3 separate regions of the Pan troglodytes genome follow, and regions 1 and 2 are each linked to region 3. A link is a contact called in public capture Hi-C data. All regions are on one chromosome and are shown on one strand. Each heading gives the region's core, a stretch centred on a gene start, on an enhancer-like site or on the middle of the called end of the contact. The rest is flanking DNA. Distances are from core to core; before and after follow the strand shown. Region 1 has its middle 110 kb from the start of TMEM170B. Region 2 overlaps HIVEP1 (HIVEP zinc finger 1). Region 3 has its middle 110 kb from the start of PHACTR1.

Evidence for each region. Capture Hi-C pulls out chosen DNA fragments and counts their contacts.
Region 1: a contact with region 3 is called in a capture Hi-C map of stem cell-derived neural stem cells, with 8 times the contacts expected there. The contact joins two enhancer-like sites. A contact is called at or near these places in 3 of 7 Hi-C or Micro-C datasets (induced pluripotent stem cells, a lymphoblastoid cell line and stem cell-derived neural progenitor cells) and 1 of 1 other capture datasets (stem cell-derived neural stem cells).
Region 2: a capture Hi-C map of stem cell-derived neural stem cells shows a contact between it and region 3, with 7 times the contacts expected there. The contact joins two enhancer-like sites. A contact is called at or near these places in 1 of 7 Hi-C or Micro-C datasets (stem cell-derived neural progenitor cells), 1 of 1 datasets of contacts at active chromatin or transcription factors (stem cell-derived excitatory neurons) and 1 of 1 other capture datasets (stem cell-derived neural stem cells).

Annotation. Positions count from the first base shown.
Region 1 is chr5:17,595,481-17,598,794 of NHGRI_mPanTro3-v2.0_pri, forward strand. No RefSeq gene overlaps it. Among named protein-coding and RNA genes, the nearest start is that of TMEM170B, 110 kb to the left of the region's middle. Within about 2 kb of position 1,756, at least 5 of the 24 cell types and tissues checked have an H3K27ac peak or open chromatin away from gene starts, as enhancers often do. A contact at or near this core is called in stem cell-derived neural stem cells, where this site is marked.
Region 2 is chr5:17,963,515-17,966,852 of NHGRI_mPanTro3-v2.0_pri, forward strand. All of the region lies in intron 2 of HIVEP1 (HIVEP zinc finger 1), which reads left to right. Among named protein-coding and RNA genes, the nearest start is that of HIVEP1, 9.3 kb to the left of the region's middle. Within about 2 kb of position 1,972, at least 1 of the 24 cell types and tissues checked has an H3K27ac peak or open chromatin away from gene starts, as enhancers often do. A contact at or near this core is called in stem cell-derived neural stem cells, where this site is marked.
Region 3 is chr5:18,558,345-18,561,707 of NHGRI_mPanTro3-v2.0_pri, forward strand. No RefSeq gene overlaps it. Among named protein-coding and RNA genes, the nearest start is that of PHACTR1, 110 kb to the right of the region's middle. Within about 2 kb of position 1,622, at least 3 of the 24 cell types and tissues checked have an H3K27ac peak or open chromatin away from gene starts, as enhancers often do. A contact at or near this core is called in stem cell-derived neural stem cells, where this site is marked.

The DNA of each region.
Region 1 (3,314 bases), core at 506-3,005, 960 kb before region 3:
TCAGGTAGTAAAGAGGGCTCACTAAAATATAAATTAGGCTAAAGCAGGAGGATAAAGAAATAGTCAAATCATATATCTCCTGAGAGCACAGGGGGAGGGACAATGATCGGGATATAAACCCAGGCATTCGGGCAGGGAGCAGCAACCCCCTTTGGGTCCCTTCCTATTGTATGGGAGCTCTGTTTCCGCTCTATTAAATCTTGCAACTGCACACTCTTCTGGTCCATGTTTGTTATGGCTCGAGCTGAGCTTTCGTTCGCGGTCCACTACTGCTGTTTGCCGCCGTCACAGACCCGCCGCTGACTTCCACCCCTCTGGATCCGTCAGGTTGTCCGCTGTGCTTCTGATCCAGCAAGATGCCCATTGCCGCTCCCAATCGGGCTGGAGGCTCGCTATTGTTCCTGCATGGCTAAGGGCCCAGGGTTCATCCTAATCGAGCTGAACGCTAGTTGCTGGGTTCCGGGGTTCTCTTCTGTGACTCACGGCTTCTAGTAGAGCTATAACACTCACCGCATGGCCCAAGCTTCCATTCCTTGGAATCCGTGAGGCCAAGAACCCCAGGTCAGAGAATAAGAGGCTTGCCCCCCTCTTGAGAGTGGCCCGCCATATCTTGGGAGCTCTAAGAACAAAGACCCGCACGTAACAGTGGTATCCTATTGTGGTTTTGATTGATCCTTGGGGGCTAATGACACCGAACGTCTTTTCATGTGCTTGCTGGCTACTTGTATGTCTTCTTTGGTAAAATGTCTGTTCAGCTTCTTGCCTGCTTTCAACTGGGTTATTTGTCTTGAGTTGTCATAGTTCCCTATATATTCTAGATACAAGTCCCTTATTAAATGTATGATTTGTGAAACTTTTCTTCCACTCTATGAGCTTTTTCACTTTCTTGATGGTGTCTTTAAATCATATATGTTTTTAATTTTGATAATCTCATAGGACTTTAAACGGTGAATTATTTTTTCTCTGCCTTTGGGTCATTAACAAATAGACATTAATAAACGTGGTGATAAAAATGTTTGCTAAGGAATACACGGTGAAGTGATCTGTAAGAGGGAATTCCAGATTAATATAAAAGGCAAAATGAATGGATAGAAACTGTAGCATTAGACGAAACAGCAGGAAGTAGGGTACGGTGGGAGAAGATGTGGTGTGGAGAAGGGCAGTCCTATATATCCAGGAATCACTCCAGCTGCCGAATACCAAAAGGCCCCTCTTCAGTGTCATTGTCAGAAGGAAATATCCTTGAGGAACAGAACTCACGTAATTAAGGACAACCACAAGGAGATTATAGTTTATAATTTTCTGCATGTTCTTAGAATAAACAGACCCCCTCATAGCAATAACTGCTTATTAATGAAGTCAGGTGTGCATGCTCATTCCTAGCCTGGTTAGTCTATTGCATGCACATAACACAGAATTTTTGATGGATGAATATTTATTTATGCATGAGTAGCAAGGATATTACACTTGTAGATGAAGCCAGAGTTCCAGGTTGCTATCATCATTGTATGAATAGAATGGAGTTGTTTTTCCTTATTATTTTCCTTGTCTTTCTCCCTTCACCTCCCCCAACCTTGCCACTTCCCATCTAAACACAGGAATATACTAATCAGGGAAATATGCACTGCTGTTTAGCAAAGGGGTCAAACCCATTTGGATGGAATTCCAGGCTCAACCGGCTAACAATGGCAGGAAACTGGGCCCTCAAGCCGGCTGCACCGGGGGGCTGTTGAGCGATAGCTTGTTGAAAGAGGCGGCCCTGGGGTATGCTACTTTGGCTTGCTTTATGTTTGGAATGCTGCGATTGTTCCAGACACAATGAGGGATCTGTCTGTCCACACAGGAGCAGTTGTAATTACAGGAACAGAAGCTAAATTACTGCTCTTAATTGCAAATGATTCCATTGCAGCCTGTATACAACTCTACTAATTTGTCCTCTGGGCTTTATGGGGGCAGGCAGGATTTTTAATTTAATGTCTTTGGTGATTATGCTTTATGTCCACTTCAAATTGTAATGCCCTGCCGGTGAGGCCAGGGTCCCTTCTGCTTCAAGTTCATACCCTTCTGTACTACCTGTCTTGTTGATTTTCATGATTCAGGCCAGTACATGATGTTGCCTCTGCTGAGAAGACAGGGTGTTCAAAGTGCATCTGACTCTGGTGTCCTAAAACCTTGCTTTGTTGCTGCCTTTAAGGGGCAATCATAACATCCTGTAGAGAGGTCTTCTTGTGTATGTGACTTAGGAAACACTTCCTACTTAGGAAAGAAGGTTGACATCTGGCCTGGCATTGTGTTCTGGAAAAGGCAGCTGCAACAGATGTGAATTTATAGCAAACATCACCAATAAGTGGATGCTCTTTTATTGTGGAGCAGGATCTCTGTCCCTTTGTCTGTTAGGAAGTGCTTTGGGAAGATTCACCACCCTTGATAACTTAAACATCATTCCTTCATTCATTCATTCATTCAGCAACTGTTATTTGAAGGTCTACTATGTGCCAGTATTAGGAGTGGGATGAAGAGTAGAGTAAGAGAAGGCCTACGCTATGAGCTTACAGTCTCTGTAGGGATCCAAACACATAAATGAGTAAGGCAGTGTGATAGTGTCATGGCAGAATTTTACACGTTTCATGGCCTGCAGATAAGGAGTGAAGAACATTCCCAGAAGCAGCCACAAACCTTTCCTTCCAGAACATTGTCCAGAACTGAAACATGGACCAATATTAAAACAGTCACTGGTAAGTGGATAGGCTAACTCTTCGATCAATCAGGCCTGCCCAAGGAAAAGGAAGAAGAGACAGCTTTCCTAGAAGCATATGGCAAAGGTGGGAGATTTAGGTGTCTGAACGAAATCCAGTCTCTGTTTAAAGAAGAAGACAGAATGATGCTGAGAGACACCCAATAATATCCACCACCTCGGACAGACATGTCAGAGAGCTCACTCTGGCAGCAATGTAGGGATTGGGGATGATGGGGGCAGATTGAAGGCAGGGACATAGTTGGGAGGTGCTGTGGGATTCAGGGAGGGGGCTGAGAGCTGGAACTGAGGCAGAGATACGTGCCAAAGAGAGGAGGGATCAGTTCTGAGAGCTGCAAGGAAGAAGAATTTATAACAGTGATTCTTAAGCACTGGGGGAACGTTGGCCCCAAATAATCTGATGCTAGCAGTGTTACATTAAATGTCAAGCTTGCCAACTTGATCCATTAGCATCAGTGTGACCTCCATGACCAGGAAGCTGGACTGGTCAGCCCTGTGTTGGGCCACTCTTGGTTCTGATGGAACCAGAGATTTTTCTTTTCTGGGGGGAGTTGGGGAC
Region 2 (3,338 bases), core at 722-3,221, 590 kb before region 3:
TTTTCACTCTTCCTCCATAGTTCTTTTGAGGTTTATTTTTGTACCACTCCATCAGTTAGATTAACGAGATAAGTGAAGAGAATTGTAGGCATTCACTCAGACCATTACTTGCAGAAGTCAGAGGCAAACTGAGTTATTTTCCACGAAGAAGCAGTGGGTCACAAATATATATATGATACACATTTCATGCAAAGACAGAAAAGTGTGTGTTTTCCACCAACCGCGAATACTTTTAATAGTAGAAAAGTAAGTGTATTCTAGCTTATTGTTTAAAAAGATTTGTATTGTTCTCATGTGTTATATCAATGGTGAATAGCAATTATCTTTTATATTAAACTTCAGGAGATAAGAATGTAGTAGTGTTAAAAACAAGAACTATTAAAGCAAATAATTCCAAACTGACTATGGTGTTTTATGAAATATTTACCATTACAGAAAAAAAATTCTAAAGCATATGTAGGGGAGAAGTGACTTAAAAATCAAATAGATTAATTTGAAATGTTTTTTGGTAAAATCAATTTGGCTAGTCACCATAAGGTGATCTTTGAAAATGCAGTCAATTTTATGGCCTCCGTGAATCTGGAAATAGTGCTTGTTTCCTGTCTAGAAATCTCTGTTGCCTCAGGTGGATGCCTCAGCCCAAGTTCAAATTGATGATTGTAGTAACCAGTGTTCAATGAGGTGGAGATTTACATGAGAACAAGTGTGGTGTGTGGAAATATGATTTTTTATAGTCACATAGAAAACGTTGAAAATTGAATGTGTTTGCCTGTCCCCCTCACTAGAATCTGAACTCCCTAGAGACTCACTCTCATTTGTTACTGTAGGAAAAGCCTCCAGACCCAAGGGTACCAGCTGAGGTGGGCATTTGGAGACATGGGCCCTGCTTTATCTGTCCAGGGAGGGCACCCTGTTCTAGTTTGCACAAGTGCAGCATACAGATGAGCAGCAGCCCTAGCCCAGCACAGTTCCTGGCAGCTAATGGCAGCCCAAATATTTGTTGAAGGAACGAGTGCATGATTCATCTGAAGGTGTTATTAGGCCATAAATATTAAACATTTTTCATATTTAAAATATATGTTCATAACATTCTAGATAAAATGACTATCCTGAGAAACACAGATTTACAGGCCATAGGCTCTTTTCCTTTCTGTATCAAATAAATGTTCAACTCAGCACGTTTGTTACTGTGTCTGGAATTGGTGGGTTCTTGGTCTCACTGACTTCAAGAATGAAGCCACAGGCCCTCGCCGTGAGTGTTATAGCTCTTAAAGGTAGCGTGTCCACAGGTTGTTCCTTCTGATGTTCAGATGTGTTTGGAGTTTGTTTCTTCTGGTAGGTTCGTGGTCTCGCTGGTTCAGGAGTGAAGCTGCACACCTTTGCGGTGAGTTTTATAGCACATAAAGGCAGTACAGACTCAAAGAGCAAGCAGTAGCAAGATTTATTGCAAAGAGCACAACAACAAAGCTTCCACAGCCTGCAAGGGGACCCAAGCAGTTGCAACTGTTGCCTCAGGCAGCCTGCTTTTATTCTCTTGTCTGGCCCCACCCACATCCTGCTGATTGGTCCGTTTTACAGAGAGCCAATTGGTCTGTTTTACAGAGAGCTGATTGGTCCATTTTGACAGGGTGCTGATTGGTGTGTTTACAATCCCTGAGCTAGACACAAAAGTTCTCCAGGTCCCCACTAGATTAGCTGGATAGAGAGTGCTGATTGGTGTATTTACAAACCTTGAGCTAGTTAAAGAGTGCCGATTGGTGTATTCACAATCCCTTAGCTAGACATAAAGTTTCTCCAGGTCCCCACTAGACTCAGGAGCCCAGCTGGCTTCATCCAGTGGATCCCGCACTGGGGCCACAGGTGGAGCTGCCTGCGCCTTGTGCCTGCACTACTCAGCCCTTGGGTGGTCGATGGGACTGGGCGCCTAGGAACAGGGGGCAGTGCTCATTGGGGAGGCTGGGGCCGTGCAGGAGCCCATGGCGCGGGGGGTGCTTAGGCATGGCGGGCTGCAGGTCCTGAGCCCTGCCCCACGGGGAAGCAGCTAAAGCCCGGCGAGAAATCGAGCACAGCACCAGTGGGCTGGCACTGCTGGGGGACCTGGCGCACCCTTCGCGGCTGCTGGCTTGGGTGCTAACCCCTCACTGCCCGGGGCCCGCCAAGCCCACGCCAACTGGGAACTCTAGCTGGCCTACAAGCGCCACGCGCAGCCCCGGTTCCTGCCCGCGCTTCTTCCTCCACACCTCCCTGCAAGCTGAGGGAGCCGGCTCTGGCCTGGGCCATCCCAGGAAGGGGATCCCACAGTGCAGCGGCGGGCTGAAGGGCTCCTCAAGCGCGGCCAGAGTGGGCACCAAGGCGGAGGAGGCGCCGAGAGCGAGTGAGGGCTGACAGCACGGTGTCACCTCTCATTACTACCTTCATGTACTTCATGTTCTTATGATAGGGATAAAATGATAAAACACAGGTCTCGAAAGAAGAATGGAGTTGAAGAGCTGATAGGTAAACATGTAACTATGTACTATGGTGAGAAATGAATAGTATGGAGATTCCACAGAGATAGGAAGTCATTATTTTGTCCCCATTGTAGGGGGCGCAGTTTGGGGTGAAGCAGAATGATGATTTAGGGAAGGAAAGTTAACACCTGGATTTGGTTCTTAAGGCTGGGAAGTTATCTGCGAAGCTGACAAGGCAAAGTGAGTGCATTTTATCCTGGGGTAGCAGGTTGTGAAATAACTTGGGGACTCTGAGCAACTTTAAATGGTTCTCTACTTCTAGAGCATAAGAAGTTCTATTCAGGAGGGATGAGAAGGAGACAGAGAGGCAGGATACTGGAGCAGGAGAATCAGGAGGAATCAGATCAGGAAAGGCCCTCAGATTTAAGCCTGCATTTCATATGTAGAGTTAAAAGTTTTAATAAGAAAACTTGCTTCTTTAAGATATTTTTAAAGTTTTCAAAGAGAGCTTGGAATAAATTGTGTCTGACTTGTCTGTGAGCGTTTAGAAAGTTGCTTGACTAAGGTAATTAAGAACTCACAGCCACTAAAGAAAAGATTGGAATAGATTAGCTCTAGTAAGCACACTAAAGCCACCTCAGTGGGACTTCTGATGGGGAAGGGGAAGACTTCAGGGAAGCGGCGGCTTCTGAGCCAGTGTATCTCACTCAGCAGCGGGGGACGGGAGTGAAGCTCTAGGTCCCCCTGGGAAACCCTGAGTAAGCAAAGGGACAGAGGGGTTGGTGCTCAGCGGTGACACCTAGAAACTTCTGCTCTCCTCACAATGTCTGTAAGGACTCGAGCCCTGGGAAGGATGTGGGGGTTAGAGTAAGCAGGTAACCATCAGCT
Region 3 (3,363 bases), core at 372-2,871:
TAAAACTGAGTGGAAAAAACAATTCACAAAGACATATTACAGGAAACATTTATAGGAAAAAAAAATGAAAATTAGAATGTCATGTGCACCAATACGGTATGATGGTCTTTAAATTCTCATTGTCAAATCTTATTTGGTTCTATATTTAATATTTAAAACTATATTGATAATCTATTATTAGTCTTTCATAAGAAATTAATATTCTTAGAAAACATTGAGTGGTGCTTTGTACACAGTTGAACATCTTATACTTTTTTCAGCATTTTTACTCAAGCATTGGGCTGATTGTATTAATAAATATTGCTATTAATTATTTGAACTTAAATATTACCACTTAAAACAACTATAAACATGTTTAAAACAAAAAAAGAGATTTGATGACAATACAGATTTAGAGTTAACCCTTCATGATAAATGAGAGAAGCTATATCTGGGTGTCTACCTTTGGCTCCAGAGAAGTAACAAAACTGGATACGGTATTAGGGCCATTGGGTGATAACTGCTCCAGGACGTTTTAAAGAAAGTAAAGTTAGCTTTAAGCAGCTTCACACGATTTTGGGGGATGCAATAGTGATTCATGCCTTTGAAAATTTGCAATCTTGCGTGTGTTGTTTCATACCATTCAGTTTTATCCACCTGCCATTTTCATCTGCCTTTTGAGTATTGGGGAACAGGTTTGAGCCTCTCGGTCCCTTGGGTAATGGTTTATCTCAGCAGTCTGCCGCCACCTAGTGTCTAGGATAGAGTGTCATCTATTAACTCACACTTCGTAACTGAAGGAAGAACTCCAACTGCTCACCAGAAAATACATAACTGCAAAAGCAAGCACACATGGGTGGTATGATAATGGCTCCCAAACTGATCCAATGATGCCATCACGTGATATTCAGTTCTCATTAACACATGTCTTACAATGGGAATGGCAGGACATGGGGTGGGTAGGAGCGGCTGGTGGCAACAGTTCCGGTTTCACATTAAATCAGCAAACCACCTTACACATTTTCAAGCATCTGAGTCTCAAACCCCATTAAGTTAATGATGAGAATCCTCATAGCTCCAGCCTTACCTGATGAGTTTCACTAACACAATCACGAAAGCTCTGGTAGAATTTCAGAGGGATTTTCATTGAATTAGGTCTACCATTTTCAGAGGTACTTTTGGCTACTTGGTCTTAACATAAGGGAAATTTCTCTTTATTTTGCCAACAAAATTATAGACCTCTTTCACTTAAATCTTCCATTTATATCAAGCTACACTGGGATCATGTGTTACATATGAAAGTCTACTTCTTACTAGGATATGACAAACAGTATTTGACATCCACTCTTCTTTCTAAGCCTGTTCCACTTATAGCTGTTCGGAAGAATGTATTTCATTTCAGGAACCAAACACAGTGCTGTTACATAAAGTCTGATTGATAGGAGTTAAGGTGGGCAGAAGTTATCAAAATCTGAAAATTAAGTGTTTCAAAGGGAAGGAATGCATTATCATTAGAGCAGTGGGAAGATAGAATTGCCTGTGCTCACTGGATGATTGGTGGGGAGCGTCAGCCTCCACTGCGGATCCCAAGCACTGAGCCAGCCTAGCTTCCTGAGAACTGCTGACCTCAAAATGCAGGAATGATGTTGCCAGACGAGGGTCCCTTCAGCAATCGATGGGCTCACACTGAAGTCTTGTTTGCTCATCTCCCTGTGTGTCTCACTAGACTAGAATACTAAAACTCATGAAGAAACGGCCTCAGCGACTTGGAGCCAAAATGAGCACGGGGAATAAAAAAGAGAAATTAAAATATCAGCCTCACTGTGACAGCCAATCTAACATCTCCCTCCCTGCTCATCTCTCCCTTTCCCTCCCTACTGATTATCTCAAAATTCTTATGCTTCCTTATTCTCTGTCCCTGTCATACGCAGACACATGCACTCACATGTTTATCCCTCCTCTTTCTTTTCTGCAAGAAATATATGCCACAGAATCACTCTTCTGGTAGTAAAACAACCATTGGGTTTGGTTAAAACCCACAGCTGTAAAGTTACATCCCCATTCAATTTCCCAATTGATTGCCAATCTTCTTCATCATTTCCTACATGGATATTGGGCTTTAAATGCTACAGCATCATACAAAGGAGCTGTAAATACAGCAAACATAACATTTATCTTTACCTTTACAATCCTGAATATTTTCATTTAAACAGTCTCATTTATTAAGTTTAGCCTCTAGCAAAGGCAAGACTCTTTCTCTGTTCTGATCATTAAGTACTTGGTTACCAGAAGGAAAACTGGATTTTGGATGAATAATTTATTCTGATCTTGTTAGTTTTGTTGTGTCCCTGAATGTTCGTGATATAGTTAATGAAGATGGGTCACTAAACCATGTCACTGATGAGAAAAAAAATTCCTACATGATAAACAGCAATGGAACCTGCATGCAGGTATGAGTATATATGTGTATATGCATATGTACACACACACACACACACACACACACACAGAGGAATATATGAACATACTGCAGAGATACTGAAGCCAGGAACAAGAATCTTGACTTAAATATTAGACAAAGAAAAGCTCCTTTTGTGAAAAAAACCATCTTAAAATATAAATTTTCAGTGCAGAACTTGAGTTACCAATTGCTAGTCTTCATAGTAAGCCTGATGATAATAAAATGTCCATTTTTTGTTTTTTAGAGACAGAGTCTCACTCCATCACCCAGACTGGAGTACAGTGGCACAATCATAGCTCACTGTAACCTCAAACTCCTGGGCTCAAGCCGTCTGCCTCAGCCTCCCGAGTAGTTTGGATCACAGGCACGTGAGACACACCCAGCTAATTTTTTACTTTTTTTTTTTTTTCCATAGAGCTGAGTCTCATTATGTTGCCCAGGCTGGTCTCAAACTCCTGGCCTCAAACCATCCTCCTGTCAAAACACTTGGATTACAGGCGTGAATCACCACACCTGGCCAATAAAATGTCTATGCTTGTTGGAAAAAAAAAACAACAAAACTCTGTTTATTGACACTCGCTGTATTATGTAAAGAAGGCTGAGAAGCCTTTTGCACACTGTTTTATGAATATAACAGACAATGCCCATCAGTTGTGGCGTGACTATATTGATGCGCTCTTGGTAAGGTGCTAAGAACAATCCTTTCTGTAAAAGGATGAAAAACAAAACCCTTGAGCAGTAAAAGATGACACATTCCACAAATGTTAGCTAATTTCCTGCAACAGAGCATAATGAAAGTGCATGTAGACAGGGTGTGCTTTATCTGTAAAAAGAGGAACAAAAAAAGAAACAAAAGCATCATCATATCTTTTGGTATCCAGAAATAAAATCCACTCAGTTAAATGGTGATTATGAGCAACTTT